Regions from separate parts of the Mus musculus genome. Here all the other regions are linked to region 1. Evidence: chromatin contacts called from public ChIA-PET and promoter capture Hi-C data. All regions are on one chromosome and are shown on one strand. The core of a region is the stretch at or near the end of the contact, and the rest is flanking DNA. Distances in the headings are between cores, read along the strand shown. Region 1 holds the start of Tnfaip3 (tumor necrosis factor, alpha-induced protein 3). Region 2 holds the start of Arfgef3 (ARFGEF family member 3). Region 3 overlaps Gm33104 (predicted gene, 33104).

The links. ChIA-PET counts read pairs in DNA pulled down with a chosen protein or histone mark. Capture Hi-C pulls out chosen DNA fragments and counts their contacts.
Region 2: a contact with region 1 is called in a promoter capture Hi-C map of pancreatic islet. The contact joins the promoter of Arfgef3 here to the promoter of Tnfaip3 in region 1. A contact is called at or near these places in 1 of 39 promoter capture datasets (hippocampal neurons), 2 of 484 Hi-C or Micro-C datasets (embryonic stem cells and olfactory sensory neurons) and 2 of 9 other capture datasets (adipose tissue and pancreatic islet).
Region 3: a contact with region 1 is called in an RNA polymerase II ChIA-PET map of memory CD8 T cells, with 1,160 read pairs. The contact joins the enhancer-like site here to the promoter of Tnfaip3 in region 1. A contact is called at or near these places in 9 of 39 promoter capture datasets (the 3T3-L1 cell line, the C10 cell line, the HPC-7 cell line and 6 more), 1 of 15 datasets of contacts at CTCF or cohesin (CD8 T cells), 5 of 484 Hi-C or Micro-C datasets (B cells, CD4 T cells, CD8 T cells and 2 more), 19 of 115 datasets of contacts at active chromatin or transcription factors (the 230-238 cell line, CD8 T cells, DN3 thymocytes and 15 more) and 4 of 9 other capture datasets (adipose tissue, embryonic stem cells, liver and 1 more).

Annotation. Positions count from the first base shown.
Region 1 is chr10:19,012,825-19,017,255 of GRCm38.p6, reverse strand. It overlaps Tnfaip3 (tumor necrosis factor, alpha-induced protein 3), which reads left to right and starts at 1,846. Exons shown (of 9, transcript NM_009397.3): 1 at 1,846-2,103.
Region 2 is chr10:18,741,787-18,745,834 of GRCm38.p6, reverse strand. It overlaps Arfgef3 (ARFGEF family member 3), which reads left to right and starts at 2,077. Exons shown (of 34, transcript NM_001033258.4): 1 at 2,077-2,294. The coding sequence starts at 2,210. It overlaps Gm32926 (predicted gene, 32926), which reads right to left and starts at 2,364. Exons shown (of 5, transcript NR_152783.1): 1 at 1,951-2,364.
Region 3 is chr10:19,490,466-19,494,536 of GRCm38.p6, reverse strand. Gm33104 (predicted gene, 33104) reads right to left here. Exons shown (of 4, transcript NR_152784.1): 2 at 3,520-3,582. Among named protein-coding and RNA genes, the nearest start is that of Gm33104, 5.8 kb to the right of the region's middle. Within about 2 kb of position 2,631, at least 26 of the 459 cell types and tissues checked have an H3K27ac peak or open chromatin away from gene starts, as enhancers often do. A contact at or near this core is called in CD8 T cells, the MNK3 cell line, Th17 cells and 6 more, where this site is marked.

The sequences.
Region 1 (4,431 bases), core at 597-3,096:
CCTGCATCTTTTATCACCTCTGTGTGCCTGGGAGGTTTCCTGAGGGTAGAGCCTGCATCTATTGTGGCTAGTTGCTGTGTTTGTCAAAGGAATTCCTAGGCCCTCTCCTGTGAGCTTTGGAGCAAGACTGTGTAGACTGTGTAGACTGTGGGCATGCACTTAAGCTTTCTAAACTTCACATAAAACCTTATGTGAGCCTGTAATAAATATGTCAGGAATTTAAATTGCTACACTGCTTAAGTGTCCGAAGCTGAAAACATCTGTAAAGAAGAAGACAAATACTGGCAGGTTTTAAATAGAAACGGAGTAGGGAAGGACCTGTGTGGGGAGTGGGGCTGGGGTAATGGCCATTAGACCTGTCCTGGGGTAGTGGCCAGTACTCTTGCTTCAAGCCTCTCATTACAAATAGAAAATGCTGTCCTCTAGCCCAGTCACTACTGGGGAAAGAAGCACATGTCTCTAGTTCAAACGGGCAATATACAGTCTGGCAACTTGGCAAACACACTTGAAGTCCCAGTGGCACTGAGTATTTCTATCTGGTTTGCGCTATTTTCTAGGAATCCTGCCAGGGGACCCTAGAGATACACACTCACACACACACACACACACACACACACACACACACACACACACACAGAGTAAATTAATCACACTAAACACTATTTAAAATAACATCAGGTCACTCCGCAGACCTCCCGTGGTCCCTCAAACAGATCCCGGCTCCTTTCCGGGAAGAGCCTCACACCCTGCACCCTAGCCCCAGCACAACCACCCAGAGAGCTCTGCTCAGCCCCTTGATGTATCAAATGTGGCTGACCCTTGAGGTCTTATCTCTAGACTGCCTGGAGGTTTCTTTGTCACAGAGTTTCAATGTCACCTTCTCAGAGTGGCCCTTCCTGGCCAGTGAATGAAGCCACCTCAGTTTCTAGTGTGTAGCTCTGCAGAGAGTATCCCCACCCCACCCCACCTCACCCCCATACACACTCCACTTTCTCCAGAAAGGTAAAAGCATTTTCGCTTCTTTCTGCAGAGCTCAAGCCCCTGTCTAAGTGAAGCGAAGCTTTCTCCCCTCTCAAGAAAGGCAAGTCGGGGATCAATCAGGGCATTGTGGAAGGCTATCCTCCATTGGCTTCATGGGGCGAACTAATTCTCAGGCCAGCCAAACAATACTTAAGAAAACAACTGTAGAAGGATCGGGGAAAGCCAGCAATAAACTTGAAGAAATTTCTAAACTTTAAAACGCTCCTTGGAACAGGGAAATAAAGGAGAAATGGAGGGTGTGTAGGAGTGGGGGTGGGGGAGGCGAATCTAATTCTCTCTGAAATTGACCTTGCCCCCCCCCACCCCCCGTAACTCAAAAACTGCAGGACCATGGGGTCTGATCTCACTCTGCACTGCATCCAACCTGAAGCTGACACATGGCTTGGAGAACCCTGCCGCTTTTTCTGTCAATTCCCTTCGGGACCCTGCGGAGGGCTCTTTCTGAAGTGCTCATCACGTGCACAGCCCAGACTTCAAAGCCAAGCTTCAAGCCTGAGGTCCTGTGTGTCTGGGTGGTTTTTTGGGTTTTCTCTCTAATTTCCCTTCCTTTTCACAGCTGATTTTCTTCAGAAAAGAAGCTATAAAAAAGAACCTATTGCATTTCCAGTTCCCATCACCGCGATTTCCACATGGATGTGACGTGGAAGGCAGCTTCCGAAATGCCCAGGTGACTCACGCGGGGACACCCCGGGGCGGGACCTAGGAGTTTCTCCGGGCGGGGCGGGCACGGCTTAGAGCGCCCTCTGCCGGTCGGCGGCGCGCCACGCGGGTCACGTGACTGGAATTTCCATCGGAAATCCCCCTGTTGGCAAAGCATACAACTGAAAGGCAAAAAAGGGAACTGCCCAGTCTGTAGTCTTCGGAGCCGGAGGCGGAGCGGTGAGCCAGGCCGCCGAAAGACGTGCACACCCCCTCAGCCAGCGAGCCCGATCGGGTGTCCATGGGGCTCCGCCTCGGCCCGACCCCCACCACGACCCGGACCACGATCCCGGGCTGCGGCGCGCGCCAGTGACGGCCGGCCGGCCACTTGGGCTCTGCGAGGGCTCCGCGCGGCCCCAAGAGGTGAGCGATGCTCCGGCTGCGGGGTGCACGGCTAGCAGAATGCGGGGGTCCTCGGTCAGTGGGGTGCACTGCCAGCCAGATTCGGGGTGCACGGCCAGCTCAGTGTGGAGCTGCCTTGCGCTGGCTTTGCAGGGATCCTGGAGTTGGGGTATTGTTGGCCGGAGTTGAGGTCCCGGTGCCAGGTGTTTAGGTTGACAGCCCGAAGTTTCTTCAGCCGACTAGTTAGCTAGCTATTCCTTTTCGATCCTGCAGGGTGACAGGAGCTGCAGCTGGCTGATGAATAGTCAGTCACCTTTTGGGTTCCTAGGTCGTGTGGTCGTGGGTGACACCCCCCCCCCACTTGGAAATCAAGTGCAGCGTGTTCATAGGCACGTAGACCTTGCAGAACCGCGTTGGGCTTTTTTCCCATATTGTGCACAACTGGCCCAACAGGGGATGGGTTTCTCAGAGGCCACCAAATCCAACTTGGAGACTTCGGTCAGCTAACCTTTCAGTGATCTGTGGGAGGAGGGTTGCGGGGCGGGAGGTGGAGGGGAGGGGCGTGCTTTGAGATTGCCACTAGGTCTCTAGTTGCCACAGTTTAAGAAGAGTATGCATGCAGAAATGATTCTCTGGCCTGCTTGTTGGGGACTCCACTTTAGGTGGCATGTAAGACTCCCTGCTGCAGCCCCGACTCCACACTGAGATAGTGTGTTGTCAGTCCGGGTCCGTTGTCCCACATCCTGCCACCTGGCCTCTCAGGAAAGCTGAGGTATTAAGAGCTCTTTTTGGAGCATGCTTTGTTTTCTCCTGGTCTCTGATCTTTCTTTGGAAAGCTAGTCTGGTCAAGTGGGGGCACCGTTTGGAGAACTGATCACAGTTAGTTAGCCTTCTGATGTCCCAGATTATTGAGCAACTGATCCGGTCTCCATTCTTATTGTCTGAGATGCTACTTGGATCTTTTGCAGTTCTTTGTATGGATTTGTTTTGTTTTGTTTTGCTTTGCTTTGCTTTTTTTGGAGGGGTACTTCCCAACAGTTGCCCGAGGTATCTGTTGATAAATAATACATAAGTTTCCACATCGCAGACAAAAAAAAAAATCTGTTCAGAGTGGAAAAATAAAACTGGGGGAAAGACTTTGATGAGTAAGTTCTATAGAATCTTATTGATCCTGTGACAAAAATTGGGAAATTTATCTGTAAGGCAGTGAGGTAACAAATATATTTTTAAAAGTTAAGGGTAATGTTGTAAATTTTTTTTACCCATAAAACATTACAATAATATGTCAGGAAAATTTATTCTCTAAATGTGGGGAAATCCAAGAACTGGAAACTTGGGCAGAGGTTTAAGCTCTGTTTTAAACAGGTAGTGCTAGTGAGAGTGCTATGAATGGGGTAATAGTAGGCTACCAGACATTGACATTTGCATGTTTTATATATGGTTTAGAGCCCCCACCACATTTAGATCTATGCTAAAAGTTCTTTAGGTCCAGGAGCGTGAAATAGCATAGTCATGAAAATAGAACAAGGTGCAACTCACTGATCTAAAACTTCTCCTTGTGTGTTTCTGAGAACAGCAAGTGCTGTGCCTCAGGGTTGCTATCAGGAAACTAACAGAGGATTGAGATAGGAAATAGGAAGGTTTGGCTTTCAGGAAAAGCTACGTCCTATGTTTGCTGGACCTGAGATGGGTCTTACCTTCATTGCCTTAGCTGCATTGTGTCATTCATATCAAGGCTGGGAGTGAGGGCATACATTCTTCGCTATAGCATCAAGCACAAGGGTGGGCCTTAAATAGGTGGTCTGGCATTGCTGGTTGCATGAATTCATTTATTTATGGATGGATGGATGGATGGATGGATGGATGGAGTAGTGACATTGTGAGAGAGACCACTGCTACATGACCAAGGAAATTCATGTGTGGTAGTTTTGTCTCATTCTATGTTCCTTCCTAATTCTAGTTGCAAGGAAAAAACTGTCATCAGACACAGAGAATAACTCCCCAGTCTCAGCATTCCAATGAAAATTCCCAATAGCAGCTTCTCCCTTTCAAGCAGGGAACAAGAGAATTTATACTACTGTGTCAGGCTTAAGAGAACCCAGGCCCACTGAAGAGTGACTTCTCTAATCTCTAGATTTCTTCTCCCTCTTGCATAGTAGTAACACCATTTTTACCTGGTGAGTTCGCCTTGGAGGATAGCAAGGTGCCCGACTGGTATTAAGTTTTACTGAAAACCTTCCTAGGTGCTCTAAATCATTGCTGTCTTCTAGGAAATTAGGATGTATAGCCAAGTGCTCTGTGAAGGGTCCATGGAACAGCGAAGCAGAACTGTCTCAGCATTGACCCACA
Region 2 (4,048 bases), core at 828-3,327, 270 kb after region 1:
TACATCTAACTCTTTAAACTATCAGTCATTCATTCTGATGCATGGTATAATTCTGATGAATATATTATTCCAAATAGTTAATGCAGTGGTTGAATATGAGGTTTTGTTGTTTGCTTTTTCGCACTAGTAACTTTCCCTCAAAAGATGGCTCCATTGGATGTGTGGATGGTGGGCAGAAGGGCCCTTGGGAACTGGCACTCTGAAGGAACTAAGAGCAGTCAACACCCTGTCCCCGCTGGACACTTCCTTGTGTCACTTTCTTCCCTGGCTGCCTTTCACCCCTGGGATTTCTCCCAGTCTCTCCCTTGTACTAATTCCTCAGACCCTTGTCTTAGGTCCTGTCTGGCCTCTGACAGCAACCACTCACCATATTGAATGGCTCTAAATCATCCCTCCCATCCCAGACATTTCCTGGGAGCTCCTGCCCATAGATAAAACACTATGTATCATTATCTCTTCAATCAGACCATGTTAAATCTGAGCTTGTACACTCCCAAGCCCTTCCTCCATATCATCTTTACCTTACCAAATGGGGCCAACGTCTTCTGACTTCCTAAAGAAAACCAGAATGCTCCCCTCATGCTGCCTCTATCCAGTCTTCTCTATCCAGGCGTCAAACCCTTTGGCAGTGTCTCCCCAAATGTCTCTCTTCCAGACCACCTAAAGTCCAGTTTATTCTAAGGTTGATGTGAAACCTGCTTAAACTCCCCCAAGACATCACTCTCTCTGCAGACAGCATCCCTATCAGTAGAAATATATTTCTAATAAAAACTGAATTTGTGCTGGGTGTGGTGGCACACGTCTTGAAACCCTGCACTCAGGAAGCAGAGCAGAGGTCTCTGTAAATCCAGTCAGCCTGGTCTACAGAGCAAGTTCCAAGACAGCCAGAGCTACTAAATGAGATGCTGGTTTTGGGGGGAAAAATTAAAATACAAAGAACAAAAATTCGCTTCTAAGTCCACCCTCACTACCTGTCACAGCTCTCAGAACAAGGTCATTGCTTTCCAGTCAGGACTCTTGCCTGTAACAGCTGGCAAAGGAAGCACCAGAAGTCACTCAAATAGCAGAGGCTTACTCACTCCCCCCTCCTAGTTTAGTCCCCCTGGCTTCCCTGCCTATCAAAAGCTAACATCAACTGTCTGTGCCAGTGTGTCTCTTCAGAGGGAAACAACCAGTACACGAGGTAAAGGAAGGAAGGGAAGAGATTCTTTTATTATTATTATTATTATTACTATTATTACTTTGACAGTCTCGTGTCCCTCAAGCCCATCTCACACTGACTGTATAGGCAAGGATGACCTTGAACTTCTAACTTTCCTATCTTCACCTGCTGGTACTGAAGGTTTTAAAAAACATCTTTGGATTTGGGCTGTGTGGAATACATTCTTGTTGGCTGGGAAGTAGCTGAGGTCTAATTTCCTTGTGTATATACTGGGCCATTAATTTCTAACATACAGGGCAGTCCCACAGGTTGACTACTGGTCTATTTATAGATTTTAAGTTGTCAGTTAAATCTATTGATTTTTTTTTCTTTTTTCAATTTCTGCCTTAGCTGGTTTGGTAGAAATCTCAATGTACTAAGGGAAGCGTATTCATTTTAATCTTCTAAATCTTTTCTGGTTTAATTTTCACATCGAATTCTCTAATTATTAGAGAGAACTGTATTAGAGTCTAATGTATGCGTGTAATACATTGTAAGCTCCCAGCAGGCAGGCATATGACGTAGTTCTCGCTGGATGGCTCCAACCTTACACAGGGAGGGGACCAGCTGTTTACTATTTACTATTTATTACTATCTACCCCCTAGTGTAGCAGGTCTCAGAGATGCCTGATGCGCCGGCCCAGCAGGTGATTGGCACAAGCGACCAGGCCCCTCCCTGCCTTCCGCCCGTGGATCTCGGTGATTTCCCTAGGGCAGAGACTGGCCGGCAGCCAGCCACAGATCCCCACCTTTGGATGAAGCTTGGTACCCCAGGTCCTCTTGGACGTTAGGTAGACGGCCGGGGCCTCCCGGGTTCCCCTGCTGGTGAGCGCACCTGACCCGGCGGGCGTGGCAACAGGCGTGGCGGCGGGGCTGACGTGGCCTGTGGCGCGGAGCGGGTGTGATTCATCAGCGGCCGCCGAGAGCCATGGGGACGAGTGCCGAGGCCTCCTAGGCGCGTCCCCTGCGCGATCTCGGGGTCGGTGGCCTGGCTCTAGGAAGGCCAAGATGGAAGAGATCCTGAGGAAGCTGCAGAGAGATGCGTCCGGGAGCAAATACAAAGCCATCAAAGAGAGCTGCACCTGGGCCCTGGGTAAGTGAGGGCGATGCGCGGGAGCCGAGGGGCTGCGCAGGGACACCTGCTCCCGGATCACAGGCTCCTCGGGCCCCTGGGCAGGAGGGACTGCCACCGACTATGGGTTATGAATGTTGCCTCGGATACTTAATGCGGGGTATGAAAATCTTGGCTCAGCGTGGGCATCCAGCTGTCTCCATCTGGTTCCCTTACCGCTTCCCAAACCTCTATGGGAACCGTTGCCTTTGCTGTGAGGTAACCTCATTCCTGGTCCCTAGAGCCCATAGACAAGGGTTCCTCTCCCCCCCCCCCCCCCAATAGCCAAGTTAGGACCTCCAGCTTGTATGAAATCAGGGCCCTGGTTTCCAGGGGTATGGAAGAAAAAAGGAAGTTAATTAAAGCAACAGCCCTCTTCTCAAACACTGGTGAGTGGAACCAGGAAGGAAGGCTTGTTTAATTTGATTTTGCTGATAGAAGCCACCTTGCTAAATATTCGCTTTTATGGCTATTGTGCATGGAACATAACAGACTGAAGGAATTGTGTTTCTCTTGCAGTTCGGTTATTGACTTGCCCTCAGACAGGTGGGCTTTTAGTTGTGTGAGCTGTGCTAAAATTGAGATAAGTTCCTGGTAGCAAATGAGCATTTCCCATCCTGTAGGCTGCAGTTCTCAAAATCGGAAAACAAACGGAATGACATGTCAATTAGGCAAGACCAAGGCGCTGAGAATGGGGGGTGGGGGGGGTGGGGGGGGTGGAGTGAACTGTACTATATAGACAGCCCACTAAGCCCCTTGCTTTACCAGAGCCTGCGTGATATGCCTCTGTAACCAGCTAATTAAAAACAACAACAACAACAAAAACCCAGGAACCCCTTCCCTTGAAATAAAAACCAATCGGTGATTGTCATGATTCTGTGCTGTGTGCAACCTGGAAAATAAGGCACAGAAATGCCGTTAGCCGTAGGTCCAACTAAAGACAGAATTCTCATAGTGTTTTAGGTCATGCTGTTCTGACAGAAGGTCCTAATTCACATGTTTGTGCACACATGTGTGTCTGTGTCTCTGTGTGTAGACAATTGTAGCAGCACCATCCTTTGTTTAATCTCTGCATAGCCCTAAATTGTCTCAATTATTGCCCAGGGAGTTTATCTTGTAGGTAGAACTAGTGTTTGGCCATTTTAGTGTAATGTTAAATGCAAATGGACTAGCTGTCTGAGAAGCAGCAAGGCTCTTAAAGCCGCAGTAAGATTTCAGTGTGGCCATTACCGTTTACTGTTCAGCAGTGATTCGAAGCTGGATTCCCAAATGCCTCTCTAATGAAGGGTCACAGATGGCTGGCTAACATAATAAAGCAGGACCTGACTGGGCATGAAATACACCATTCCTAGTATTCCTTATTAGTTTGCTGTAAACGAAACGGATTGAGATAAACGCAGAGGTGTAGAGTAACCCAGTGTTTTTAATAAGTTGGGCATTCGATATTCAACATCTTGTGTTTAAACCACGGCTGTTGAACTTAGGCCCTTGAAGCTACTGGGGAAGAAGCCCGGAGCCGAGGACAAGTAGATTTTCTGGGTCAAGTTCAGAATTCACCTTGACCGTAAGAATAGATGAGGTCCCTTTTGCCGCTCCTTGATCACTCTGTAATTAGCAAGAGAAGAGATAAAGCTATGACAGCTAAATAATAGCACGGAACCTTCCTGGGTACATGGGGTACATGGGAACAACCACAGTTGGAAAACCGGGCATGAGAGCTTCAGTGAGATAGGGTC
Region 3 (4,071 bases), core at 1,382-3,881, 480 kb before region 1:
GCGAGGCTGGTTAACTTTAGAAATTTGGAGACTGTGAATCCAGCAGTGTGTTGCAGGTTCAGACCCTAATTAAACTTTATCTTGAGTCATCTTCAGACCTCCCGCTGATGTGGGGTTTTTTTGTTTTTTTGTTTGTTTGTCTTTTTTTGTTTTGTTTTTTTCTGTTCCTGTCTGTTTGTTTTGTTTTTTGTTTTTTGTTTTGTCTTCTTTTTGTTTTGTTTTTTCTGTTCCTGTCCTTGTGACTTCAAGGTAGAACCTTGAATGAATGAACTTACAGACTATTGGCTTCTACCAACCCAAAAGCTAGTAGCATCACTGGATAGCATCTAAGGTATTCCAAAAAGTCCACCTCTTTGTTGTAACCTGCTTATCAAATGTTTGCACTAATACATTTAAAAAGTACCTTAATTTGGGGTTCCCTATTTCTGGAAAAGCACGAAATTGCTACCTCGTTGGAACGTGGTATTTGGAGAAAGTAAAATCTGTGTTCCTGAGCCATAGTCACTCATAACTGGCTCTAGAATAAACTATCTCTTATCTTGTTGAGGCGAGCTGTTTCTCTCATTGACAATAATAGGGGTCTATGCAGGAGCAAGAGTGAGTCATGGTGGGAGGTTGACCTCTGGCACCCACACATGTGCACCTGCTGGTCTGAGCCAGATGAACATTAACCAGCAAGCAGTTGTCATCTCTGTAATGGTCTTGATGAATGCTAGTTTTCTTTAGTGTCATCTTGCTCTCCTCACTTGCCTTTGCTAACTTTTCAAAACATGTTGTTCCTAATACACACTCCAAAATGTAGGCTTGCTTTCCCTCCCCGCTAGCATCTGTGAACTTAAAGGTGGTCATGTTTCTAATCTTTCATGCTACTATTTAAAAACATGTCCAAGGCTAATCTCACTTGCTAGAGGTGTACTTTGGCTCAGCATTCAAATAGGATCCATCCTTTCTCCATTTCTAAAACACAAAAATCAAGTCTCCCTTACTAAATTTTTTATTTCAGTCCCAGATGCCTTAGGTGTTATACCTATCTTAGATATTATACATATATTATCTATGTTAGATATATATTATACATATATTAGATATATCTGTCTTAGATGTTATACTGCCTTAGATAGATATACTATCCTCAAACATGGTCTCCCTCCATGTGGAGCTTGGAGATCTGAGATGTGCAAGCTTGTGGTATCTGAGAAAACCGCAGAAGCACGGTGACCCCTCTCATGTTTGATACCCATCTCTCCTTATGGTGATTTACACGAAAATGGCTCTCGCGGGCTTCCAAATTTCAATTCTTAGTCACCAGGTTATGAAACCGAGAAGGCTTAGGGGGATTAGGAGGTGTTGTCTTACTGAGAGTGGACTTTGAGACTGCAAAAGCCTACACTGGGCCCTGTGTCTCTCCCTCTGTCTTCTTGATGCCCGTGGAACAGGATGTAAAGCTGCCTGCTTGCCTGCCTGCTGCCATGCTCCCTGCCATGGTGACAAAAGACCAATCCTCTGAAGCTGTAAGCCAGCACCCAGTGAAATGTCTTCTTTTCTAAGAGAAAACATTTGGTCATGATCCCTTTTCAACAATACAAAGGTAACTAAGACATCCCTGAAGCAGGTCAGACCCAAATGTTGGCTGGTTTTATGTCAACTTGACCCAAGCTAGAGGAATCAGAGAGGAGGGAGCCTCACTTGAGACAATGACTCTTAAGATCCAGCTGTAAGGCATTTTCTCAATTAGTGACCAATGGAGCCGGGCCCAGCCACTGTAGGTGGCACCATCCCTGGCCTCCTACAAGAAAGCAGGCTGAGCAAGCCATGAGGAGCAAGCCAGTAAGCCGCACCCCTCCATGCTCTGTATCAGCTCCTGCCCTGAATGAACTCCTGCCCTGTTTGAGTTCCTGTCCTCACTGCTTTTGAGGATGAACTGTTCTGTGAAACTTGGGGCTAGAAAAGCCATTGAGTCACTTCTGTAAGAGCTTGCTGCAAACAGTAAAAAAAAAAAAAAAACCTGGAGGCCTAGCTTGTGCAGTGTCAGCGGGAAGAAAAGACTCTACAGGACATTTTGTGTGAAGGATCTGTAGTTTTGGTTAGCTGGGGATGAAGAACCATCTGTGATGAACAAGATACCAGAACTACTAAAGTAAAATCCTTGCTGGATACTCAATGCTGGTTGGCCAGAGCTGAGAATTTAGCCACGATTACGAAGAAAGCAGCATTGTTGGGGTAAAACTTTCGGGGGAAGTGTTTTCAAGAGATTCAGCACACAGAAGCTGTGTTCCAGACAAGGCCATAAGTTGGACCTTGCGCTGGTAGCTGAACTTGATAGTGCGCCAACAAGGAAACACTGCCTTGAGAGCCTCAGTCTGTTGGCTCAGTCTCAGATCTGATCTCTGGGCCAGAGCTTTTGGTCCGAATCTCAGCTCTGGTACTTGGTATTTGGTATTTGTATGGCATGAGCACGTGATAAACTTCTGTGTCCCGGTTTCCTCATTTGTAAATTTCAATTAAAAATCATAGACAATGCATCATATAAATGCACACGTGATTTTAATGTACTAGCAACAGTGTTTACACTGCAAAGGTTGTCATGGCAGCTGCTTGATCCATGTACATCGCTCAGAACGATGTAGGGTACATGCTGAGCTGCATAAAGTATTATTTTTGCTTTTGAATTTCGTCCGTTTCACATTGGGGGTGGGGACACATGTTTTTGTACTTAGGGGTTTTAACTTGGAAATCAGAAAACGGTTCTGGTTCTAAATAGCTGGAGCTAACCAACAACCTTGCGGGGGGGGGGGGGGGCGCCTCACCCCATCACAACCGCTTGAGGATGCTGCCCCCTGGTGGTCCTTCTCCGGGGCTTCTACCACTCTGTTTCAGTCATGCCAGAATTTTGTTTGTCTTCTCCTTCCTTTAATCTAAAGGTCAACCTATCAGCAGCTGCAGCATTCCCTCACAAGCGTTTCTCAAAACACAGTTTGTAAGTCGCAGATGTACATATGCATTTCCACCGTTTGGGTGGCAGCTAAACGTTATACTTTTGGTAGGAATGTTTAGAAATGGTGAGAAAATTATGTGTCCACTCAGAGCACCTATTATGTAATCTTTTTAATTGATACACTTGAAAATGAGGTAAGTACCTGAGGATTCAAGCAGAGTCCTCTTTAGTACTGATATAAGCATTCATATTTAAAAAAATCATTCTTATGGACTCTAGGATAAATGTCCTATTGCATACCAAAATATAGAGTTTAAAAATATTAACGTCATTACTTTGACAAAATTTCTCAGGATCAAAGAGATAAAAGTTACAATGTTTGCACTTATGCTGCACATGTGTACTCTGTTTGGTCCTGTTTTCACCTGGTCATCTGCAGTGCCCACCCCAGCAACCTCTATCTTATTTCTTCAGGAATTTTCCACAATAACAAACAAACAAACATAAAACAAACAAACAAAAACCATTTGTTTTCAAGAGGAACTATGCAAAACTCTTCCTTTTCGGTTCTTTTGCAAACTTACATGACCCTGGAAGGTAGCTCAAGGGCGGATCACCTCGTCTGGATCACCTCTGTTACACAATTCCTAGCACCAAAAAAGGCAACATCAGAAGATCGGTGAATACTTTTTTTTTTCCTTTTAACACATTTGCTATCGTTTCTGATGGAGAATAAAGAATGAGTCTGAAGTTGTTAGGCGCTCGCTCAGCCGGCTGGAAGCCCGACATTCTCTCTATGCTTCTGCTGCCCGGCATTGTGGACAGAACATTACTCAAACCACAGGCTCCAGACTCCCAGGTAACTGAAGCCAGCAGGAAGCTCTGTTTGATATCAAGTGTGTGCTTTATCGACCTTTTTGTTGTGATGGGAAGAAGGGAACCAGCTTTGCTTTTATCTTGCCCTGTCGTAACATTGCCCAGTAGGTGGAGGCTTTTTTGGTGCACTGTGGCCAAACTCTTTGATAGATGCTGAATTTGTGATCATAAATTTTCTATAATAATAATAATGATAATAATAATAATAATAAATCAATGTTCTTTCCATCACCGTTACTAACATAAAATCTTACACAGCC